3 separate regions of the Mus musculus genome follow, and all the other regions are linked to region 3. A link is a contact called in public Hi-C data. All regions are on one chromosome and are shown on one strand. Each heading gives the region's core, a stretch centred on a gene start, on an enhancer-like site or on the middle of the called end of the contact. The rest is flanking DNA. Distances are from core to core; before and after follow the strand shown.

Region 1 (4,648 bases), core at 1,938-4,437, 210 kb before region 3:
TGTCTGTCTGTCTGTCTGTCTGTCTGTCTGTGTCTGTGTGTGTATGCCGCAGCACTCCTGTGGAGGTTAGAAGACAACCTGAAGGGGACAGATCTCTCCCTCTACAGTGTAGGTTTCAGGGATTGAGCTCAAATCCTAAGCTTTAGCCATCTTGCCAGCCTGCAATTTAAAGGGTCTTGGCATGCACACATCCATGATTCCAGCTCCACAGTCAAGAGACTGAATATATCCAGCAGGATCCAGAGTACCTTTGTAATCCCAGATCTGCATTTCAAAAATTATTCTGTAATCGTTTCAGTGAGCATATGAAGTAATGGGTTTTCAACACATAAACATCACTATGCTTTCTTCTTCTTCTTCTTCTTCTTCTTCTTCTTCTTCTTCTTCTTCTTCTTCTTCTTCTTCTTCTTCTTCCTTCTTCTCCTTCTTCTCCTTCTTCTCCTTCTTCTCCTTCTTCTCCTTCTTCTCCTTCTTCTCCTTCTTCTCCTTCTTCTCCTTCTTCTTCTTCTTCTTCTTCTTCTTCTTCTTCTTCTTCTTCTTCTTCTTCTTCTTCTTCTTCTTCTTCTTCTTCTTCTTCTTCTTCTTCTTCTATAGGCTCTGCTTTCTCCTGCAAACCTTGTCAGACTTTCTCCTCCCTCCGAATCATCCCCCCCCATGTCATGTGCTTGCCAGCATCATCTCTTGTTGCCCCCTCCCCTCCCTTTTTAGATTTCTTCCTCCTTTCTCACAGTCCCCTTTCTGCTTTCAAGTCACATATACATATATTGTCACACACACACACACACACACACACACACACTTCCAAATATGGGAGACTAACATGAGGTATTTGCTGTTTCTGAGTCTGGTTTATCTCCAGTTTCATCCATTTCCTAAAAATGTCAGGATGTCATTCTCCTTTGTGGCTGAGTGAAACCCCTTGCACAGTGAGCCACGTTTCTTTATTCACTGGTAGCTGTGCCTCTAGGTTGGCCCCCTGTCTTGGCTGTCATGCATAGAGTAGCAGTGAATTCCTTGATTGTTTTGGACCAGTGGTTCTCACCTGGTTTTGTCACAATCCAGAGGCTCATTGAGTCCTCCTCCTATCATCCTGCATCTAAGGGGTCCAGTTTCAGACACTCTCCAGACCCTGCTATCTGGATCAGCCTCCCATAGGCTCTGCTGGGTCCTAGTGCTTCCCACTCACTGATAAGGAATGCAGTCAACTTGTCTGACACATGATTTTTTTTCAGATACTGCTTTACCTTTGGCGACTAATACAAGTTTACTAATAATAACTTTCATTTATCTCATAATTATTATGCACCAGAAGTGGGGTCATATGTCATATGTAAAATGTTAATTGCACACCAATTATCACACTACTCACATGAAGAAGAGCCTCATTTCTCCATGTCATCCTTCAGAAATGGCATGGTGACTGATGTTCTAGAATCAAGACATACAATGTCTGTATGTTCTGCTATAGCAGTTAAATCTCTTAGTCCTAACAGACTGTTCTTCTGAAGTTCACCATGTCTCTCATTACAAACCCTCCTTGTTCTGTACACTGTACTTGAGATAAAATATGTTCTCCAGATTCAAAGTCCCTCACAACTCGCTATTATTCTCTATTGATCTTGTTTCCAGTAGACAAGTAATTTTAGCTATTTCGTAGGCAGTCTGTATTTCAAATAAATATTGTTTGACTGCTGTAAAAGCCTCCTGATGTGGCTGACTTCCAAACCGATCACAGAGATGCTGTGTTTGCCTTGGCAGGGGATGGGAGGGCGGGATAACTCCTCCTAATCCCACAAAGGTGATGCGCAGGGTCACTTCTCCCACTCGGAATTTACTTACATCAGACTTAAATCCATGGAACATTTGATATGGTTTTAGCATTTTCTTCCCATGAAAGTTGATTTTTCTCAGTTTGAAAAAGAATGACAAGAATACTGTAGACTTGGGTAGGATATTTTTCCCCCAGTGGTAGCAAAGACGTTACCTAAAATCAAAGCATACTTTTATCCCAAATGTAAAACAGTACGAATGAAACATTAAAGCTTTGGGAAGGCGGATGACAACGCCACAGCATATTCCTTTCAAGATGTATGAAACTGCTTTATTCAGAGTGGGACACAGTAAGACTTTGGTGAACGTGGGTTTGTGCTATGCTGAGCCCCTACACCTGCCTCACCTCTAGCGAATGACAAACCTGCTTCTGATTGGCTAACTTCCCCGCCAGGTTCCCTGGTCAGCACTGCCTTAGGTTTTGCTTCTTCCTCCGAGTCAATAGCTGTAGATACCATGGGTTCTCGTAGTTTTCCCAGACAAGCTCCTCACATCCACTCATTCCTTTGACAAATGTTTGAGTACTTCCTATATTTTAAATGCTTAGGGTACAATAGTCAGCCCAATAGACAAGAACTCATGAAAACTATATTGGAGTGAGGAGGCAGACAGACAACAAAGTGAAATGGATCAATAAATATACATGGTGTCCCACATTCTGATAAGAATTGAGAAGAAAAATAAAAGGAGACAGGATAGGAAGTTTGTGTGTGTGTGTGTGTGTGTGTGTGTGTGTGTGTGTGTGTGTGTATGTGTGTGTGTGTGTGTGTGTGTGTGTTTTTCTGGAATACAGTGTCTAAAGCTAGAGCTATGGTACTGGGATGTAGCTCATTTAGTAGAGTGCTTGCCTAGCAGGTAGGAAGCCCTGATTTTTCAGTTCCATTGGGCTGTGACCCTCCTACTTGGGAGGTAGAAGGCAGGAAGGTCAGAAGTTCAAGGTCAACCTTGACTGCATAATGAGTTTGAGGACAGGTTGGGCTACTTGAGACTGTCTCTAAAAGTAATAAAACCCAAGCAACCTAGAGCATAAGTGTTTTCCTTTTATCTTTCAGGGAAACAAGAACAAAAGACAGCCAAAGGGAGGCAGAAAGACTGGAGAAAGAGTACAAGGTATGTTCTCTGATAGTTGTTGCTTGGGGCCAAGTGCAAGTGATCTCCACATTCCATAGAAATGGCTCCTGATTGACCACAAGAGCTGCTGTGCCTCAGGACACTACAAAAGAGAAGAAATTGCAGCTTTCTACATCCCTCAGGGTATTAACTCCAAAACTGTGAGTTGTCCATATGTGGGCACCAAGCATATCCTGTGGCACCTGCTACTTGGCACAGGTAGGGAAGCCTGAGGTGTGAGGGGGGAAGGCATATGGTATGCTGTGTAGGGAGGTATTGCCAGGTTGTGCCTACATAACCCTGGTGGGAGCCCCCATAGAGCCAATGTTCTGTGGCAATTGGAGCAGAATAAGAGGGAAAAACTCTGGAAACAGAAGAAACGGAAAGGATTGAAGATGCTGCAGATGAATTGTCTGGTCCTGAAGCAAAGACCAGGGGGAGGGAACTCATCAAAATGATATCTGAATATAGGTTAGAAACAGTCTGATTATCTGAAGGATGAACATTTAGGGCAGAAAGAAGGGCAAAACCAAGCTTAGTTGGAGAACACACACACACACACACACACACACACACACACACACACACACACATAATATGCTCAAGGGATGGAGATAGGGGATGCCAGGGCAGCATCAATGATCTGAAGGGGAAGGAAGGTAGGAGGAGAGGATGCTAGGCAAGCTTCTGGTGGTTGGCTCATGTGAAGTTACATGTTGCAGGAGGAAGTTTGGTTTTATTTCAGGTACTGTGGTGGTTTAAATATGCTTGGCCTAGGGAATTAGGAAATGTGGCCTTGTTGGGGTGGGTGTGGACTCTGTGCCCTTCCCCTTCAGTCTTGTCTGATTCCCTCAGGCTGAATCAGACCTTGTTGTGCCCCAGTAGGCTAACCCACCTAGGGTGGAGTCTTCCAAACTAGGTGAAGTCTATTGTCCTGCCACATCTTGCAGTTTCCTGCAAGAAGCCACTACCTGCTGAGCAGCTGAGCTTGTCTTCCTGACAAGATCCTGGCAAAGTGGGGGAATGGGTTTCTCCCCTTTAAATTCAGACCTTAGAATTAAGCATTGAGCCTTGATCAGAGAACTTTGTCTTGGCTCATTATTTCTCTGACATCCTTCCCATCTATCCTCAGCTTTCCTTTCAGGAACCCAGTGGGCACTGGTGGCTACGGGCTTCGTTGAAGGAAGTATGTCACTGTGGGCATGGGTAATGAGACCCTGCTTCTAACCATATGAGAGCCAGTCTTTTCCTAGCTGATTTTGGAACAAGACGTAGAACTCTCGGCTCCTCCAGTGCCATGCCTGCCTAGATGTTGCCATGCTTCCTGCCATAATGATAATGGACTGAACTTCTGAATCTGTAAGTAAGCTACAATTAAATGTTGTGCTTTATAAGAGTTGATGTGGTCATGGTATTTCTTCATAGCAATAAAACTCTAAGACAGGTACCATAAACAGGCATTGGACAGGGAGATTTCTGGCAGATGTTTGGTACAACGTAAATGATATTCAAAAGGCTCCCTTTGGGTTTCTATGTGGAGAAGAAGTTAAGTAGTCCATGGTAGAGCAGGAAGACCATAACTGGGGACCTGCCTCAAAGTGTGGCAATGGAGCATGAGAAATGACTGACTAGTGGGTGCTATCTGATGGCAGAACACCAGAAGGATAACATTAATGACTTGATAGACAGGGCTTGGGGAGAAACAAAG
Region 2 (4,616 bases), core at 1,905-4,404, 170 kb after region 3:
CTGCACTGTGGGAAAACTCTGCTAGTTAAGGTCAAAGTCTACCATTGTCCAGATAGTGCTCTGGAATTAGGTGCAATATGGAGAACTCCCTTCATTGGTATGACTTCTTCTTCTTCTCTGACCTTGTCTGGGGAGTTCAACTCCCACTATACCTCTACCTGCAGAATGTCACCTACCTTTGATTAAGATTACAGGTCCAACTTCCTTTCCCCCAATAAGAACCCATTCAGCTAGTACCTGAGATTCCTGAAATGCTTCCCCATGCTAATGAGACATTTTGGTACCCTAAGCCCCCAGCCAATGAACTTTGCCCATCCTGGATGTTTCTACCCCACACATACCCTTGTTCCCTGAAATTATGTAACCTTGAATCACCCCATGTAAAGTTGATTTGCCTCCCTGCAGCTGGTCCCAGGCCAAGGACCAGCCTCAGCGTTGGGGGAAGGGGTGCATTCCTGAGAGAAGGGGTTTTTGAGAGCAGCAGAAAAAAAATCTTGAAGTCAAATCATGGGCTACAAGCTGATGCCCTATGTTCTGCTCGAGACAGTTTTCCAGATTGTTCTCTTTCTCTCTCTCTCTGTCTCTCTCTGTCTCTCTCTCTCTCTCTCTCTCTCCCTCATATATACAATTCTAAAAACTCTGAATATCATTTCTAGCAGATCAAAAGCCCAGTCTTTTATTTACATATCAATTCAGCCATTACGCCAGATTCCCTTTTGATTATTCCATTAATCAGCAGCCTATGACCTAGACCCTTGATTCTTAGAAAAAGATAGCAAGCACATTTTTTTAACATTGCAAATGAATTCAGAGGTCTGCCTACCTTTGTAAGCACAATGAGCTAGCTCTGTGGGATCCTGTCTTGAGATTACCATTTCCACCACACCCAGGCCCAAACTAGCTCTGTCCCAGGCTGACCTTGAACTCAGGAATCTGCCTGCCTTTGTATCTTTCTGACAAGCTGGCTCATGGTGCAATTGCATCTGTTCTTTTAGATTTGTGAAGCCCCTCATATAATCCATATTGCATCCTTATATTTTGCATAGTTGAGAAATTATTATTATTATTCAACTCATGTGTTTAGAGTTCTTTTCCACCTGAAGGGCTAGTCTGAAGGTCTCAGTGTTTCCCATTTCTCTGAGACATAGACATAGCCTTGGCTCCCAGATTAGTGCTATCTCTGAATAGCATGGAGTCATTAATCTTGGAAGAGAGGACATTTCCCCCAATAACCTTGGTAGGGAGAATATTTTCCAAAGGAGGAACATGAAGTTTATATATATAAATAAGCCCCACACCCAGCAACTATCACCGCTTGTGGAGGCCCATGCCCTGGCTCTGTTCCAGGGGCAGGAACCATGTTGTGCCACCCTGTGCTTCCACATGGCTATGCAGGACTCAGCAGTCCTGGTGTGTTTTCTTCATTCTACACACACTCACAGGGCTCCCGACACCACCCCGTGCCCCTACCCCATCCCCCAGCTCCCACCCCATCGCCCTGCCATCTGTCGTCTCTGCTCCTTTTGCCCATGAGGACTGATATCAGCCTATGCTCCATGAGGGCAGGGATTGTCACACTACGCCATCCATTTTTTTCTTTTGGAAACAAGAGTTTGTATTTCGCTTTGGAAAAACATCCTTTTCCATTCTGAGGCCCGAAGTAGAGGTGGGGCTAGCTCCATTCTAACTCAGGCCTTGTCCTGTGGCCACAGTCATTGGTTAAGAGATGAACACATGAACCAAGCTGTTCTCATAGGAGCCATACTATGTTCTTTTTACTGGTTACTGGTTTGGCCAAACTGATAAATTACAATGCTGGATCCGCTGTAGGCAATGAGATAAAACATGCCTTCCTGGACGTCACCATCAGCACTAATAGATGAAGAAGTCAAGCCTGGGGACACTGTATGTCACCTGGTTCCAGCCATGCCTGAAACTTCTCCACTTTTAGCTTTTCCAACTAAATGAGCTAATAATTCAAACATTTTCTTTTTATTCTTGCTTAAATTATTTTTTTTAAAATGGATTTCCTATTCCTTGTTTCTAAGAGTCAAATGCTAACTACCCAAGCAGGGAATTCCTCTAGTCAGAGTACTGAAAAGAGGGTGTTTGTTCTCCTCCGAGTGTGTAAATGAAGGCAGGTACACACCAACCAACACAAACGTGCACACACATGTACATGTGAGAGTGACGTGCATGTATTTTCTCTGCTTGTACCTGGGCCCTGTTTCTAAATGCTCTACTTTCAAAAAATTCAGGTAGACAGCACCAGAAAGTGGGAAGAAGTCTCTCTTCCGCACCCTTTCTGTTGGCTAGTCCCCACCCCCCATGTTTGCAAAGGAAGTTATAGATCTTGAAAAAAAATTAAAGTGTGCAGAGGGACTCTTCATAGCTGAATGCTTATGACTGTAAGACTGATTTTCCTTGGCAAAATTTGAAACCACGAACAACAAAGACTATAGGGGAAGTCACAAAACAAACAACATTCTCCAGGGTTCTTGGGGGCCGGCGGGTGGGGGTGCGGGGTGGGGGGGCGCTTCCAAACAGGGCCAAACATTGGCACAGCTAATGCAGGTAAGTGCTGACACACAGGTACATTTTCCTCACCGAGAGGAGAAGGGAGGAAAAATCAATAAAATATGCAAATAAGGCATCAAACCTCAGAGCATGGAAATGTGGGTATTTTAATTTCCCCTGATACAGACAAATGCAGCCATGAGAAGTTTCTTCGGGAGTTTTTGTCATCTGCCATTTGTAGAGGGAGAGGGGGAGTTAGGAAGCAGTGAGCAGAGGAGAGAATTACCCAGAAGCCAGCAAGACCCTTTGCCCACAATGCAGTAGGCGCAGTCATCCCCAAAGGGCCTAACTCCTCCCAGAAGCCACTTCAAAATCACCTCCATGAGGATGAAATTGTCAAACCACACCTCGTTCTTTGGCAGCCAATGCTGCTTGGAGAGAGGCGGAAAGAAGCGCTTGCAGTACTGGAAGCTTCCTTGTGGCCTGTTTGGAAGATGTCTCTTTCTGTGGGAGAACACAGTTGTGCTTCTGAGCCCTGCTTCTGACAGGCTGCTGCTTTGGGGGGCCTGCCTGTGCTACGGCAGGGCAGAACGGCAGCCTTGGAATCCCAGCAGTTCTGGCTGACTTCACCACTGACAGCTTGTCGTCGCTATGGAGGCGGCTGAGCCTTGGTTTCCTTATATATGAGCTGTAATAGAAACACCTGCTCTAAAGCTTGGTGGTGGTGCACAGTAAAACTAGCGAAAAGGCCAGGCATGGTGCTGCATACCCTCAGCCCCAGCATTGTGGAAACAGAGAGAGCTGGGTCTCTTTGAGTTAAAGTCCAGCCCTGCTCTGTAGAGCCATTCTAGGCCACCCAGGGCTGCATAGTGAGACTGTCTTTAAAAACACAAAACAAAACAAACAACAACAAAAATAAAACCTCTAAAAGCTAAAAGGATCCACTAGTGGAGGCATAATTCTGTAATTCTATGGTCAGAAAGCTGAGGCAGGAGAATTATGATTTCAAGGTCAGTTTTGTGGCTGTCTAGTAAAATCCTGTGAAGAAAGTAAAGGTAGGGAGAGAGGAAGAGAGGGAGGGAGGGACCGAAGGAGGAAGAGTGGGAGGGAGGAAAGGAGGGAAGGAGGGAAGGAGGGAAGGAAGGAGAGAGAACATAGACTCATGATCCCTTCACAAACACAAATAAGCTATGGACTTCACTGTGTACCCTTAAGTTTGTGCCTAGAAATCACACAATCTCTCTCCTCTCTCTCTCTCTCTCTCTCTCTCTCTCTCTCTCTCTTTCTCTCTCAAGCAATCGAGATTAGAGCAAAAACATAATGGATAGACTTCTACACTTTGGGACTCAGCCACTGAAAAGGAGCAGGAAGGGACTAACTTTGGAATAGGGACCACAAAAGATGAGTCTCTCCTAGCACTGGAAGGACAAGAGGAACTTCCTGACAGTTACCTGATGCTCCTGGGTGAGGGCAGCTGTAGAGCAGGTCTTACCTGGGCCAGAACCAGCAGCTGGCCCCTTGCTGGTGGGAGCCACCCTGCCTGCCTCTGAGCAGAGGCAGGGTGATCGTCAGGCAGGGTCAGGGAAAGCCTCCCTCCCTGTGCCTGGCAAGAGACAAATGTCAAGAACAAACTATTATCTGAAGAAATCTGGATTCCAGGAGCGTTGAAGAAAGGTAGACTTTACAAGGCAACAGAGAAAATAGACACATAAAAACCGACCACGACCTGTCAACAGATTACGCTGTATTCTCTCTGCTTTCAAGGTTAGGGACACCCCTCTTTCCTTCATTACCACCTCAACAGCACAGTGCTCTGGATCTACAGAAACAGACCTTGCAGAAATGAGACCTTTAAAGCTGTTTCCAACTTGGGGGATTTCGGTGCGGGTGGCTCTGGTGTGATGATCTGCATTAAACAGAGAGCTAGGGCATCTATGCCCGGTGCCCAGGCTAGGAAAATGTTGGTTCACACTAAAGGGCAAGCCAGGAGGCTGGCAGAATTCCCAGATCCACTGAGTCAGGTCTTTGCACTTCTGCCTCAGAAGCTGTTTTAGCTTTTTGGAGGTAGTTGAAGCTGTTTACCTCAACGTTGGTACTGA
Region 3 (4,101 bases), core at 1,598-4,097:
AAGAAGTCAAGTCTGTGACATTAACACACATGTCGTTATATGAACGCAGCCAGTTCCTCACCTGCTGCTCTGAGGAGTTGCTGGCATTTCTGGCTGCCACAGAAAACAGGTGATCACTGACAGAGAGCACCAGCCTAGCCTTTGGCCCCTTGCTGCCTCCATAGCCCCGCTCCAGGATGCCAGACCAAAGACCCTTAAGCCATCCTCAAAGGATAAGCCTCCACCCTTTTTTTTAAGCTCTCAGGATACAGGCTCGCCTACTCTTCCTCTCCACCACCCACTCTTCTCCGTGCAGGCTTCTGGTTCCACCCACCTCTGTCCTGAGGGAGCCTCAGGAAAGAGCCCTGGGGCCTCCTCAGCCACCTCAGCACGTGACAGGAATCTATCCTCCCTCAGCTTCCTGGCAAGAAGCTCTTAGTGGCAGTTTCTCTCTTTTTCAGGTGTCTGTCTCTCTCCCTGGGAGTCTGCTCTCAGCTCCCCTCCCTTCCACATTGCCCTCACTCTGTCTCCTCACGACTGGTGGCTCCAGGAAGAGGGTCCTCACAGCCACTACCTTTCCATCATTATCAGCCCCGACCTTAGCTCCCCAGGGACATCCTGACTCAGGTATCTCCTGCAAAGCTACAAATCAGCTGTTCTCTCTGTCCCTCCTCCACTCTCAGAGTTAGCGATGTCCCTGGTAGAGCTGTTGGCCTTATTTTTCAAATCCAACCACTTGCCAAATCTTTGCAACACCACCTTCCTTCCATCCTTATCAAATGTGCAATGTCTGCTCTTGCAGACCGTTGCCAGGTCATCTAATACCCTCTGGGGTGCTCACATCACCCCTATACTCTATATTCTGTAGTCTATTGAGGGTACTCTCGAAGTTTGCTTGGGAGACACTAATTTATCTCTCCCTGGCTCTAAAACCTGCAATGGCTCCCATGACTGATAAATTTCCTGCTGCTGAGCAGGGAATTTAAACTCTTTGTAATCCAAGGTTCTCTTTTATTTTGTCTTTCTGGAGCTGTTCTTCAGTGTCATTTAAATTCCCACTAGTCTTCCCATCTTTTGCCAAACAGGCAGTTTCTCTTATTTGCATCTATCAGCATCCTGCCTTTTCTTTAAGGCGCACCTCAAAATGCCACTTCTACCTGGAAGCCTTCCTGGGTTCTCCTAACCAAGTCCCCTTTCCCTGGTTCACTAGGTTTCGCTAGCCACGGCCACTATACACTGGCTCACCACGTCTGCTACCACGAGTGCTGGGAAACACCAGTTCAAAGCAGATACTCAGAAGCTATGGAAATGTGTTTTCTTCACACCAGGAGCACAGATCACGGGTCGAAAAAATTCAAGGGGCTTAGGAAAGCTGGCGAAGGGGGAGGCAGACTGAAGCTAGGCAGAGTGGCTGCTGTCAGCAAGGCTGTCTTCCTGTAACTGTATCCCCAGGGACCACAGGTACCTCTGCTCAATCTCTCTCTCTCTCTCTCTCTCTCTCTCTCTCTCTCTCTCTCTCTCTCTCTCTCTGTGGTCACTCAGGATATGATTACTGGCATTAGATGCAAGCACATGTTTCTGATCCATTAGTCTGAGTGAGGCTGAGAAACTGAAAAGGGGGCCACCAGGGTATTGCTGTGATTGCTGGCTGGGTTGGTCTAGTTACCACCTCAAAGAGGAGTGAGGTGGAGGAGAGGAAGGATCTAGCAGATGGGGGGGGGGGGTTACGGAAGCAGAGGGAGATGAGAAAAACACAGGGCACCATCCTGGAGGCAGGAGGACGTTCCCTTAAACTGTTATAATTGTTATAATATGGAGGGTGGAGGTGGGGTGCACATGGGTCCCGGACACACATAGGCACCCACCCACAAAGCAACCCGGAGGCTCAGGCTTCTTCTCCCCCACAGGGGGTTGGCCATCAGCCTGACAACCCTAGCGAGCATTGTTGCTCCGGTATACAGTAGCCCACGCAGCATAAATCTGTCTCCCACGCAGGAACAGCCTGAACAGGAGGCTACAGCCCGGTAATGAAGACGTGAACCGCTGAAATGCCGTGTCAGATGGCGGCGGTGACATCTGAAAGCCGTAATTTGCTGCTCGGCATATTTTTGTTCCAGGTACCAGAGCCTGCACAAACGCTGTCGCGTCTCTCCCGAGGCAGCCGCTCTGCTCTCCAGCCTGGCTCTGGGCCAGGTGGTCTTGGCCTTGCCAACAGGTTTCTTTGGTGGAGAGCTCAAGAAGTCTTTGCTTGGATCGTCTGACCAAGCAGAAACCGGGGAGTACCATGAGGTTAAAAGCACCCCTTACTCCCCAAAGTGCAGGTCGCTTGAACCGCCCGTATCCCCTCACCCCAATCTAGTGACCTGACTTCTTAAAGGGTGACTTATAAGGGATCAAAATAATTTTAGCCATGCCAAGGCTGGAGGGCTCTTAAAAAGGAAAGATTACTACAAGCAAGGCACAAGAAACACAGATCTGTTGTTCAGAGCGGCTCGCTCCTTTTTCAATCAGCAGCTTCTCCATTCTTTCTTTCTCTCTTGGTTGATACCTTCCCAGAAGCCCAGCCAAGCAGACAAGCAATTTCTATAAGTATAGGCCTTCAAATGAAAGGTTGTCCTTTGAGCCCTCACTGGCTACCTGGCACTTCAGTGGAATCAGTACCCGTGTTCTAGCCTCTGTCTGTAAGCGAAGAGGGATCTCCCACGGGCACACTCAGGCTATGCTTAAACCACAGGAACTGGGAGATTCACGGTCTGGGCCTAGAGTGGGGCCTTTCACAGCTTAATCCTCCCAGCTGGGCCTCAGCTCCGCAAGCCGCGCATACATCTGTTGACCCGCTGCTCTCTGGATGGCCTCCCTGCCAGGCTCGCTGGAGTGGGCGGAGAGGATAAAGTGACAGTGAACAACAGGAGTCTCAGCTCCTGGCCTGGGTTCCTGAGAGCACAGGCTGCAAAGCAGGCTTAACAGCCTCCAGAAACGCCCGCCCGGAGGGGCAGGGGCAGGACAAGACCTCTTTCACTTAAGTGGAGGGTTTACCTCAAGGACAGGATCTCAAGGACTCCTAGGTGCTCGGTGTAGAATCACCCTGAGACTGGGAGGCACTCTGTAAATGCTTCCCTGGAAAACTTCCGTTGGGCAAACTACTGGGACCAGCAGGTTATTCATCTCCCACAGCATGGTGGTCCAAAGGCAACAGGGAGCAGGCAACAGACTTCTCCACACCCAGAAAAGCCCGCTGTCACCTTCGCTGCTCACGGGCACACTGTCCAACACTGGCTCTTTGAACCACAAACATTTTCTCACCTAGCCAACAGCATAACCCACTTCATAAACTGTGATCATGGGGTCACGCGGAGAGATGATAGAAGACTCGCTTGTTAAATGCAACGTTTTAGGGTTGTTTTTTCCCACTCCTGTATCATTGAGATTAAATTTATGTGTTTTGCTGAAATTCACCTTTTTTATACCTCATTCTTCCACTCCTATGAACGCATGCTTTCATGTAAATTGCATTACAATCAAGATAGAAAACATTTCTACAGTCCCCAGAAGTTCCCGCACGCCCCTTTCTAATCAATCCTGACCCCTCAGCCCCAGCTCCAGGCAGCACTGATCTATTTTCTGTCCCTATGGTTTCCGCTTCTTTCCAGAATGGCACATAAATAGAACCGTACAGTATGTGTACGGCTTCCTGAGTCAGGCTTCGTTCACTTAGCATGATCCATGACTGTGTTAGTAACGTGTTTTCTCTCATCGCTAAGAAGCATGCAGGTATCTGTCACCCATTAACCAGCTGAAGGACGTCTGGATTGCTTCCAGTTTGGGGTGATTATGAGCAAAGTCAGAGTGAACACCCAAACTCGGGGGTTGGTGCGATTGGAAGTTATCATTTCAGTAAATAGCCTGAGCCAGATTGGCTGGTATCAGTGCATTCATAGCTTTGAAAAGTAACTGCCAAACTGTTTTCCAAAACAATCGCAATTTATTCCCACCGGCAGCATAGCTATGATTGTTCCATGGTCCCGTGTTTTTCTGACATGGTTGCAGCTTCTTGTTTGATTGCTATTTTCATGGGTAACTAGCTGTAATTAATTGTAGTGGTATTTTAGTTGTATATCAACA

What was found. A called contact is a pair of places that touch in the nucleus more often than the background predicts.
Region 1: a Hi-C map of cerebellar granule neurons shows a contact between it and region 3, with 2.7 times the contacts expected there. The contact joins two enhancer-like sites. A contact is called at or near these places in 2 of 484 Hi-C or Micro-C datasets (cerebellar granule neurons and nephron progenitors) and 1 of 115 datasets of contacts at active chromatin or transcription factors (embryonic stem cells).
Region 2: a Hi-C map of cortical neurons shows a contact between it and region 3, with 2.2 times the contacts expected there. The contact joins two enhancer-like sites. A contact is called at or near these places in 5 of 484 Hi-C or Micro-C datasets (cerebral cortex, cortical neurons and forebrain) and 2 of 115 datasets of contacts at active chromatin or transcription factors (bone marrow-derived macrophages and embryonic stem cells).

The regions. Positions count from the first base shown.
Region 1 is chr3:85,397,175-85,401,822 of GRCm38.p6, reverse strand. Gm31359 (a long non-coding RNA gene) reads left to right here. Exons shown (of 4, transcript XR_375769.2): 2 at 2,883-3,685; 3 at 4,073-4,299. Among named protein-coding and RNA genes, the nearest start is that of Gm31359, 2.6 kb to the left of the region's middle. Within about 2 kb of position 3,187, at least 3 of the 459 cell types and tissues checked have an H3K27ac peak or open chromatin away from gene starts, as enhancers often do. A contact at or near this core is called in cerebellar granule neurons, where this site is marked.
Region 2 is chr3:85,014,344-85,018,959 of GRCm38.p6, reverse strand. No RefSeq gene overlaps it. Among named protein-coding and RNA genes, the nearest start is that of Gm30944, 6.3 kb to the left of the region's middle. Within about 2 kb of position 3,154, at least 31 of the 459 cell types and tissues checked have an H3K27ac peak or open chromatin away from gene starts, as enhancers often do. A contact at or near this core is called in cerebral cortex, cortical neurons and forebrain, where this site is marked.
Region 3 is chr3:85,184,802-85,188,902 of GRCm38.p6, reverse strand. No RefSeq gene overlaps it. Among named protein-coding and RNA genes, the nearest start is that of Gm31096, 65 kb to the right of the region's middle. Within about 2 kb of position 2,847, at least 71 of the 459 cell types and tissues checked have an H3K27ac peak or open chromatin away from gene starts, as enhancers often do. A contact at or near this core is called in cerebellar granule neurons, cerebral cortex, cortical neurons and 1 more, where this site is marked.